Regions from separate parts of the Zea mays genome. Here region 2 is linked to region 1. Evidence: chromatin contacts called from public Hi-C data. All regions are on one chromosome and are shown on one strand. Each heading gives the region's core, a stretch centred on a gene start, on an enhancer-like site or on the middle of the called end of the contact. The rest is flanking DNA. Distances are from core to core; before and after follow the strand shown.

Region 1 (3,777 bases), core at 501-3,000:
ATCAAAACTGCGTGGACTGCAGACATCAGGGCGCTAGGAGATTGCACAGACGTTAGTTACTCCTATAATATATTCCTTCCGTTATGTTCCTGGGCCCACGTGTCGGGGCTCAGCATCCTTATATGTGCCTCCCTTGAGCTATGAAAGGGAAGGCACACGACGTTACAAGGAAGATTCACTCAGACTCTCAGACTCACAAGTTCATACAAGCTCTCAAGCTCATAGACTTAATACAACACACAGTGGAGTAAGGTATTACGCTCCGGCGGCCCAAACCACTCTAAATCCTTGTGTCTTCTTGTGTTCTTCCACCTTCCGATCGATAGGCAAAACGCTTAGGCACTTCCTCATCTTAGGATTTAGGGCGGGTGCGTTCCGCCATCCGGCCAGAGAATTTCCTCTCCGACATAATTATATATTGGTAAAGAGCAGTATGTTCTCTGTTGTTTGTATTTTGGAATGTGTTGGACTGCTATTTGTGTCTACATGACTCGGTTCTTGAGTCCCTTCGGTTTTCGGGTCCCCATCGGATTTCCCCCCACCACGGAGTTCAGGTCTAGATCGGGTTTTTGGTTCGGGTTCGGATCCGCTGAAGGGAAACAAACGTAGCCTTAGAAAAATGGTGTTACCAAACTAGCTTTTAGAAAACAACTACAGTAAACCTAATATATGTCCATATCCAAACATAGAGGTTCAATGCAGCGAACCAAAATAAGAGTTTGAGACACTCAACCTCACAAACATATATAACACGTATAATTCCTCCATAATGTTGAAAAGTTATATCTGTTTATTTTTTTAAAATTTCTCTTCTTTTGACATTAAGTACAAAAAGAAGAAAAAATAAGGAAGATAATAGAGGCCACTCACTCCTAATAACCGAATTTATTTCAAAGAACTATAGACCACCAAAATCGGTTTCGGTCAAATCTGTTCAAATAATCGATTAACCGAAATACATATTGCACTTACGGCTGACAATGGTCTATAATTTTTGCATTATAAGATTTAAGGATCGAAGCGGGTTAGGATCGGGCTTTATTTCTAGTCATTTTTGAACTATAATTTATTTAGGTCCTTGACATTTTGTGAAGAACTATTTGGATCACGATCCATTACCACCCCTAATTGCACTTCTACGAGAGACAATTTGACAACATAACTATGTTAAAAACCATCTACCAAGAAAGAAGTACATGTGTTTGGTTTGCTGCATCAGTTGCCATACTTTACTATGTCTAAGGTTAGACAAGTTTTACATAATTAGGCATATGTTTGGTTTGTAACAACGGTTGTGCCAAGATTTTTCTTCTGTTACTAGACTTTACTCGTCAATAACTTCTAAAAGTATGACAAAATTCTCTACGACGTGGCAACGACACAGAATTAAAGCGCCTAGCCTTAAACAATCTTAGTATAGAACCAAACAAGTTAGTCTTATATAAATATGCACATGCAAATAAATGCAATTTTAGTGTTTAAAATGGTTAATTCGGTTAATGGCAACTTAAAATCGAATTATTTTTGGTTAACTGAGTATCACCAAAATATTCACCGAATTGATCACGATTCACGAAATTTTGGTTAAACGACTTTTTGATTCGATTAAAGTTTTGCCCACCCCTGCCGGAATCCAAGCTGTTGTCGATGTCATCGTCTGGCAGACTGGCCCTTGGCAAAGGTCCCACCTGCCAGTGGCACGGACAACCCGAGAAAAATCCACCAACATTGGCAATTCTCGTGCCGGCGCACTTCGCTTCTCACTCGATCTGCTTTGCTCTGCTCTCGGTCTCGGCTGCTTGCCTGCTTCGAGTCGTCGCCGGCGGGAGCAGAGAACCCACCCGCACGGTGCGATGTCGTTGACCGCGGCCCCCGTGGCCTTCATCGGCCTGGACGAGCTCAGCGTTGAGCTAGCTGCCTCCTTCCTCCGCTCCGGCGCTTGCGTCCGCTCCTTCACCCCCGAGGTCAGTATCTGCTCGACCGGATCGCCAACCTTCCGCTCTTCCTCCTCCCCAAGTTTCGCGCTAGAACTTCTCCGGTATGATGACGCGTATCTAATTAGTGACTTGCGCACAGGCGGAACGGTCGCCTTCTGCGGCGCTCGCGGAGTTGAATGGCCTCCTCCAGTGCGCGAGCCCAGTGGAAGCCGCGCGAGGTGAGTCTGCCCTCTTGGGCTCCAATACTGTTCGATTCGATCAGTTGTGTCTGTGCGTGATGTGTGCCTATTTGGGTTGGTGGGTGTGGAACTGTGGAGTAGCTGCTATGCTTCCTGCGATGCATTTGTTGGAATATCGAGGTGTCGGGTCATCGGGCAGCTGATCGCGTCTTTCGTTAACCGCAGATGCTGCGCTGGTCGTCGTGCTAAGCGATGCTGGTGGGGTTGACGAGTTGTTCTTCGGGGTTGAGGGGATCGCGAAAGGTACGTGCTTGACTTGAGTCATTCTGTTGACTGCTGCTGGCCAGCTTAACTATCTACAAGATACTGTACAACTTATATATACTGTTTGTTTGAGCATTTTAGGGTTATGCGCGGGTTCTATTGTATTGATTCATTCGACATTGCTGCCTAGTCAGTTGGAGAAGCTGGAGCAGGAGCTTACAGGTAAAATGCTTTGCATGCCATGTCATTCGCTTCCCAGCCAGCAAGGGCTACTGTGCCAAGAGCTCTAGTTGCACTTTTATGTTTTCGACATAGCAGATCTCACATTTAAACCGTAAATTTTTCAAGTTTAATTGTTTGAGATTAGATGTTACTTGATTTTTCGAGTGAGTATATTTGATAATTTGAATGCTATCATTTATATACCCCCATTGAGATCCACATGGTCAAATGTATGATCTTAGCTAACTTAATTTACCGTACAGATCAGAAGAAGGATGTCTTCCTTCTGGATGGATACATTTTCACTGGTTTATCTGATGAATTAAAGCAACAGATTATTGTAAGCAGTACAGCATATTGGGAATCTGAATACTATGCATCTTTATTCTCCCTTTCTCTTATCACTATTTACTTTGTATATGCCAGATTGTTGCATCTGGGAGACAGGACATAGCAGAAAAAGCTAGCAAATTTTTCCATGGTAAGTTAGAAAAAAGTGTACATTTTTTTGCCAATATTTTCATCTTGTTTTTTACCTTATGATGTGCTAGGTGCAATAATGTTGAAATTTTAATTTACCTGGTGATATTTTCAGGTCTATACAAAACCATTTATTTTGCTGAAGGTGAATTCTGCACTAGCAGGTTGCTCAACCTTTCTAAGAATAGTAAATAGTGTTCTATTTCAAGAATATGTAAGGATAATTACATATCATATCATTATAGAAGGACAAACAGTCCAATACTACCCTATAGCCATGCTATGGAAGTTGGAACGTCGACATTAAAAATAATATCCATACCAATTACTGCAACTATTATATGTCAGTTTAAAATATATATATGCTTTATTTATGCAGAAAAATTAGGATGGTGAATGATTTGCTGGAGGGCATTCATTTTGTTGCGTCTATTGAAGCAATGTATCTTGGTGTTCGAGCTGGGATTCATCCAACAATTATTTATGACATAATATCGAATGCTGCTGGGAGCTCGAGGTTATGGGAGTTTCTTTATTCTTTGTGGTTCTGTCTAAACAAATAATACCTGACATTCTGTTTAGTAAAATTTTTCTACACTGATGACAGGATATTTGTGGAGTTAGTTCCAAAACTTCTGAGTGAAGATCCTTTGCTGATTGATTTTCTAAAATCAACAAGGAAAAAAGCAGTGAGC
Region 2 (4,263 bases), core at 1,084-3,583, 220 kb before region 1:
AGGAAATGGCGTTGCGTGCGAAGACAGAGACGAGAGGCCTCCAGAGAAGAAAGGGAAATGGGAAACAGACGGCGTGCGTTGAGGCCGTAAGGGCATAATCGGCACAAGGCTTCGTGGGCCCACCTGCCAGGTGCCCCAAAATTACCCGTGACGGTGTGTTTTGCAGAGCGGCAAGATAGAACGACCCATTTTGCCAAATTCCTCCATACCGAGGGTCACGCCAATAACTTGCGATAAAAATTGAATAAATTATTTGATTATATTTGGTTCAGCTTTTTTAGCTAGATTCACGGTTAAAAATTTGAAATCCTAGCAAAAAGAGTATCCAAAATTTTCACATATCCCAGATTTTCTAGATTTTTTATCATCTGAACTTGTTAAAATATTACTCGTTTACGATAATTTATAGGATAAGATCATTATATTTTCTATTGGAAGGCTCTATTGTAGGTTGTTCGCTTTAGATTAAAGACGGCTGTTTGGACTGCTGCAGCTGTAATGTAGAGACAAAAATATTATAGAAATAGTAGAAGCAAGTATTGATTAAAGCCAAAAAAACATGCTCTGTACTTGTTGCTGGACTAACAACCAAAACTACCTCCCAACCAACTAAACCTCAATATGAAGGTTTCGGCACCACGCCAGCAAATCGCCAACGGAGTTGTCGGCCTGACCCTGACCCTGCCCCTAAAACCCTAATCCATGACGTGTGGTCTAACTTCGGCATCCTTTTACCCCCTAGCCCCCTCACGCGTTCCGTCAAACCCCCTGCCCATTTCGTCGAGCAGCCTGGCTGCGAGCGCAGGTGAGAGAGTTCAATTGAGCATTTCATCGAGCGCCCTGCGCCGTGTCCGAGAAGGACATCATCCGTTGCGGCCAATGCATTGAACACGATGGCCGCAGCTTAGGCTGATCCCGTTGTATTCCAGAAGCTCGTTATATTGGTCCCGATTAGTCCCAATTTACAGCTTCCGGTGTAACGGGAAATTGATTAAACATTACATCAGGAACAAGAACCCGTAAAACAGAAGGAAACAGCACCACGCAGCTCACGGAAATCCTAAGATTATCTGCGAAATAGATCATGCGCGCCAACTCAAAAGTCCTCGTCGATGCTGAAGACGTGGTTGGCGGCGGCGCTGCCGTTGAGGCTGTTCATGACGGAGGCCTTCTGGTAGTCACCGACGCGCTTCTCGAAGAAGTTGGTCTTTCCCTGCAGCGAGATGAGCTCCATCCAGTCGAAGGGGTTGGTCACGTTGTACATCTTCTTGCACCCGAGCGCCATGAGCAGGCGGTCGGCCACGAACTCGATGTACTGGCTCATGAGGTCCCCGTTCATGCCGACGAGGGAGACAGGGAGGGCGTCGCAGACGAACTCGCGCTCGATGTCGACGGCGTCAGCGACGATCGTGCGCACGCGGGCCTCGTCGAGCTTGCTGCGTAGGACATCGTAGAGGAGGCAGGCGAAATCGCAGTGCAGGCCCTCGTCGCGGGAGATGAGCTCGTTGGAGAAGGTGAGGCCCGGCATGAGCCCGCGCTTCTTCAGCCAAAAGATGGCGCAGAAGGAGCCCGAGAAGAAGATGCCCTCGACGCAGGCGAAGGCAACGAGGCGCTCGGCGAAGCGCTCCCCGCCGTCGATCCAGCGCATGGCCCAGTCCGCCTTGCGCCGGACCGCGGGCACCGTATCGATGGCGCGGAAGAGGCGGTCCTTCTCGACGTCGTCGCGGATGTAGGTCTCGAGCAGCAGCGAGTACATCTCCGAGTGGATGTTCTCGATGGCGATCTGGAAGCCGTAGAAGGCCCGCGCCTCGGCGACCTGCACGTCGGACATGAAGCGGGACGCGAGGTTCTCGAGCACGATGCCGTCGGAGGCGGCGAAGAAGGCGAGCACGTGAGAGATGAAGTGGCGCTCGTCGGGGGACAGCGCCTCGTCCCAGTGCCGGGCGTCGGCAGAGAGGTCAACCTCCTCGGCCGTCCAGAAGGACGCCACCGCCTTCTTGTAGAACTCCCAGATCTGCGGGAAGCGGATCGGGAACATGGAGAAGCGGTCGGAGGACTCCGCCAGCAGTGGCTCCACCGCGTCGCACGGAGGGACCAGCGTCGGCGTAGAAGGCATCGTCAGAGGGTTGGGGTATGGTTTATCTAGCGTGAAATTGGGGGGCTTTTGGGTTGGTTTATGGAGGTGAGCAAGGAGGCGGGGAACTTATAGGGCTGGTGGGGAATTCAACCGCAGTTTTTGAATTGGAACGGCATTCCCGTTGGCGCTAGCTTGCAAGAGAAGAAGGCCGGGGCGCGCGACGAACGGATAAGCCGGGCTGGAGGGAGAAGACAGGAGGCGCGCCGTGCCGTGCCGTGCGACGGAAGATTGGGGGAAAAAATCAGTTTTTTTTTTGTGGAGTGGTTGAAAATTTCAGCGGAATATTTTTACTAGACAGTTAGAGCCACTGAGGCAGCGGAGCGCAGCTTGACTGACAGATGGTAGTAAGGACCGTTTCGGTAAAATGGGCTGGGAGTGTGAAATTCCTTGAAGCGGTTAGGCTCGCTGGGCTGCCAAATTTCGGTAATCTTTTATAGTGGCTGTTCAGTTCAGTTTTTTTAGGAGATTTTTTTTATAATCTAGCTATAATCTGAATATGGTGAAGATTATGTGCAGAAGATGATAAAAGAGTTTATTGGGTTTAATATGTATAAATTGACGGTTTTCTACTATCGCAACGACTCGGTTGATTATATGTTTACGTTGACTTTGGATCGTTTTGATTAAATTGATTCACATAGAAGCGGGTTGAAAGGCTGGGAGTTTGACAACATAGTAGCTTCTGGTGATCAGAATCTGAAAAAAATCTGAAACAAACAGAGGCATAGTGTCACACTCAACGAGTTTACAATCAAATATTGATTGAGTTTATCAAAAATACTCGGGAAGTTTAACAAACAAAATTATCGAGACATGTTTATTTGCCATAAACGAAGTTAGGCAGACAGGAGTAGCTCCACCATTCTAAACAGGTATGGGTACCCATCGAGTATAGAATAACCGATGGGTTCGGATATGGGTGTGGAATTGTACCAACATGTACGGGTATTGGAGCGGTGAGTTTTTAGTCTAATGAGGCTGGATCTGGGGTAGTGTTGACGCTAGCCTCACGTGGGTCGAAATGTTATTGTCAGGCTCTTTTTGAATACACTATAACTAAAGCTACTAAAATTAGTTGGATACATCCAAACAATTTAACTAATAGCTCAGCTATTAGAGCACCTCCAAGAGACGGGCCAAATGGCTCGCCAAGCCAAATTTTAGCTACACAACAGTAAAACAACTCTCCAACAAACTAGCCATTTAACTCGTCAAGTCATGCGACTCTCCAAATTGGCCTCATCTCTAGCCAAACTAACTTGCCAAGTGTGAGATGATGTGTATGACCCACACGTCGGTGAGTGGAGGGAGAGAGAGTTGAATGTAGCTGTTGGGATTTGGAGAATGAGAAATGGAGTCTATTGGAGTGAGATGCTACATATAGAATGTAATCTTTATGAAGAGGTAAATAAAGTAAAAATTGAGAGTCCCTTGGAGATGCTCTTTGTTGTTTTGAGCTGAAGACATCCAAACACCCCGAACTAATAGTTTAACTGACTATTAGTTGCACCCTCAACCATCCATTAGTTCATTAATTGGTCCAACCAACTAAAATTAGCTAACTACTGACACGAGGCGTCGATTGAAGTTGTGTTTTAGCTTTCTTTTGGCAATGAGTACTATGTAGAGCAGCTTTTGGACCTACGAGTATCGAGTCTTGGATTTGGTTAGTACTTTGTTGATGAAGTAAACATGCCTTTGTACTTTGAGTGTGTGGCCCTCGTTTGCCCGCTCCACGGCGAGCGCTGCGCTGACCACCTGGGTGGTAGCGACACCATAATGGAGGAGAGGTTCACCTATGGTGGGCGCGACTAACACCGGCGGTGAGGTCAGGAATGGCTTTATTTGGTCGAGGGCCTCCTGGACTTATAGGGTCTAAGAAAACTGGTCGCCATTCCTGAGGAGCTTGTAAAGGGGCATGCCCTTTTCCCCAAGCCTAGAAACGAAATGGCTAAGTGTGGTGATGCACCCAACCAACTGTTGTACTCTTGTTGCCAGGCCTCAGGCAGTGAGACCATGTGGTGGTCGTGCCCGATGGGGTGCTTGTCGTGTGCCATATGGCCAAGGACCCTGTGTCAGTGGCTTTGGTTCTTACTTCCCCAATGAGCCACCGTTTACTACTTATG

Evidence for each region. Hi-C and Micro-C count contacts between places; a contact is called where the count stands out from the background.
Region 2: a Hi-C map of leaf shows a contact between it and region 1, with 2.0 times the contacts expected there. The contact joins the promoter of LOC100193273 here to the promoter of LOC100280420 in region 1. A contact is called at or near these places in 4 of 25 Hi-C or Micro-C datasets (endosperm, leaf and tassel).

Annotation. Positions count from the first base shown.
Region 1 is chr6:128,739,500-128,743,276 of Zm-B73-REFERENCE-NAM-5.0, reverse strand. It overlaps LOC100280420, which reads left to right and starts at 1,750. Exons shown (of 42, transcript NM_001346761.1): 1 at 1,750-1,964; 2 at 2,077-2,155; 3 at 2,342-2,419; 4 at 2,522-2,602; 5 at 2,866-2,942; 6 at 3,029-3,083; 7 at 3,198-3,246; 8 at 3,462-3,599; 9 at 3,690-3,771. The coding sequence starts at 1,854.
Region 2 is chr6:128,956,994-128,961,256 of Zm-B73-REFERENCE-NAM-5.0, reverse strand. LOC100193273 (Ribonucleoside-diphosphate reductase small chain) reads right to left here and starts at 2,333. Exons shown (of 1, transcript NM_001138420.1): 1 at 887-2,333. The coding sequence starts at 2,116. The coding sequence ends at 1,097.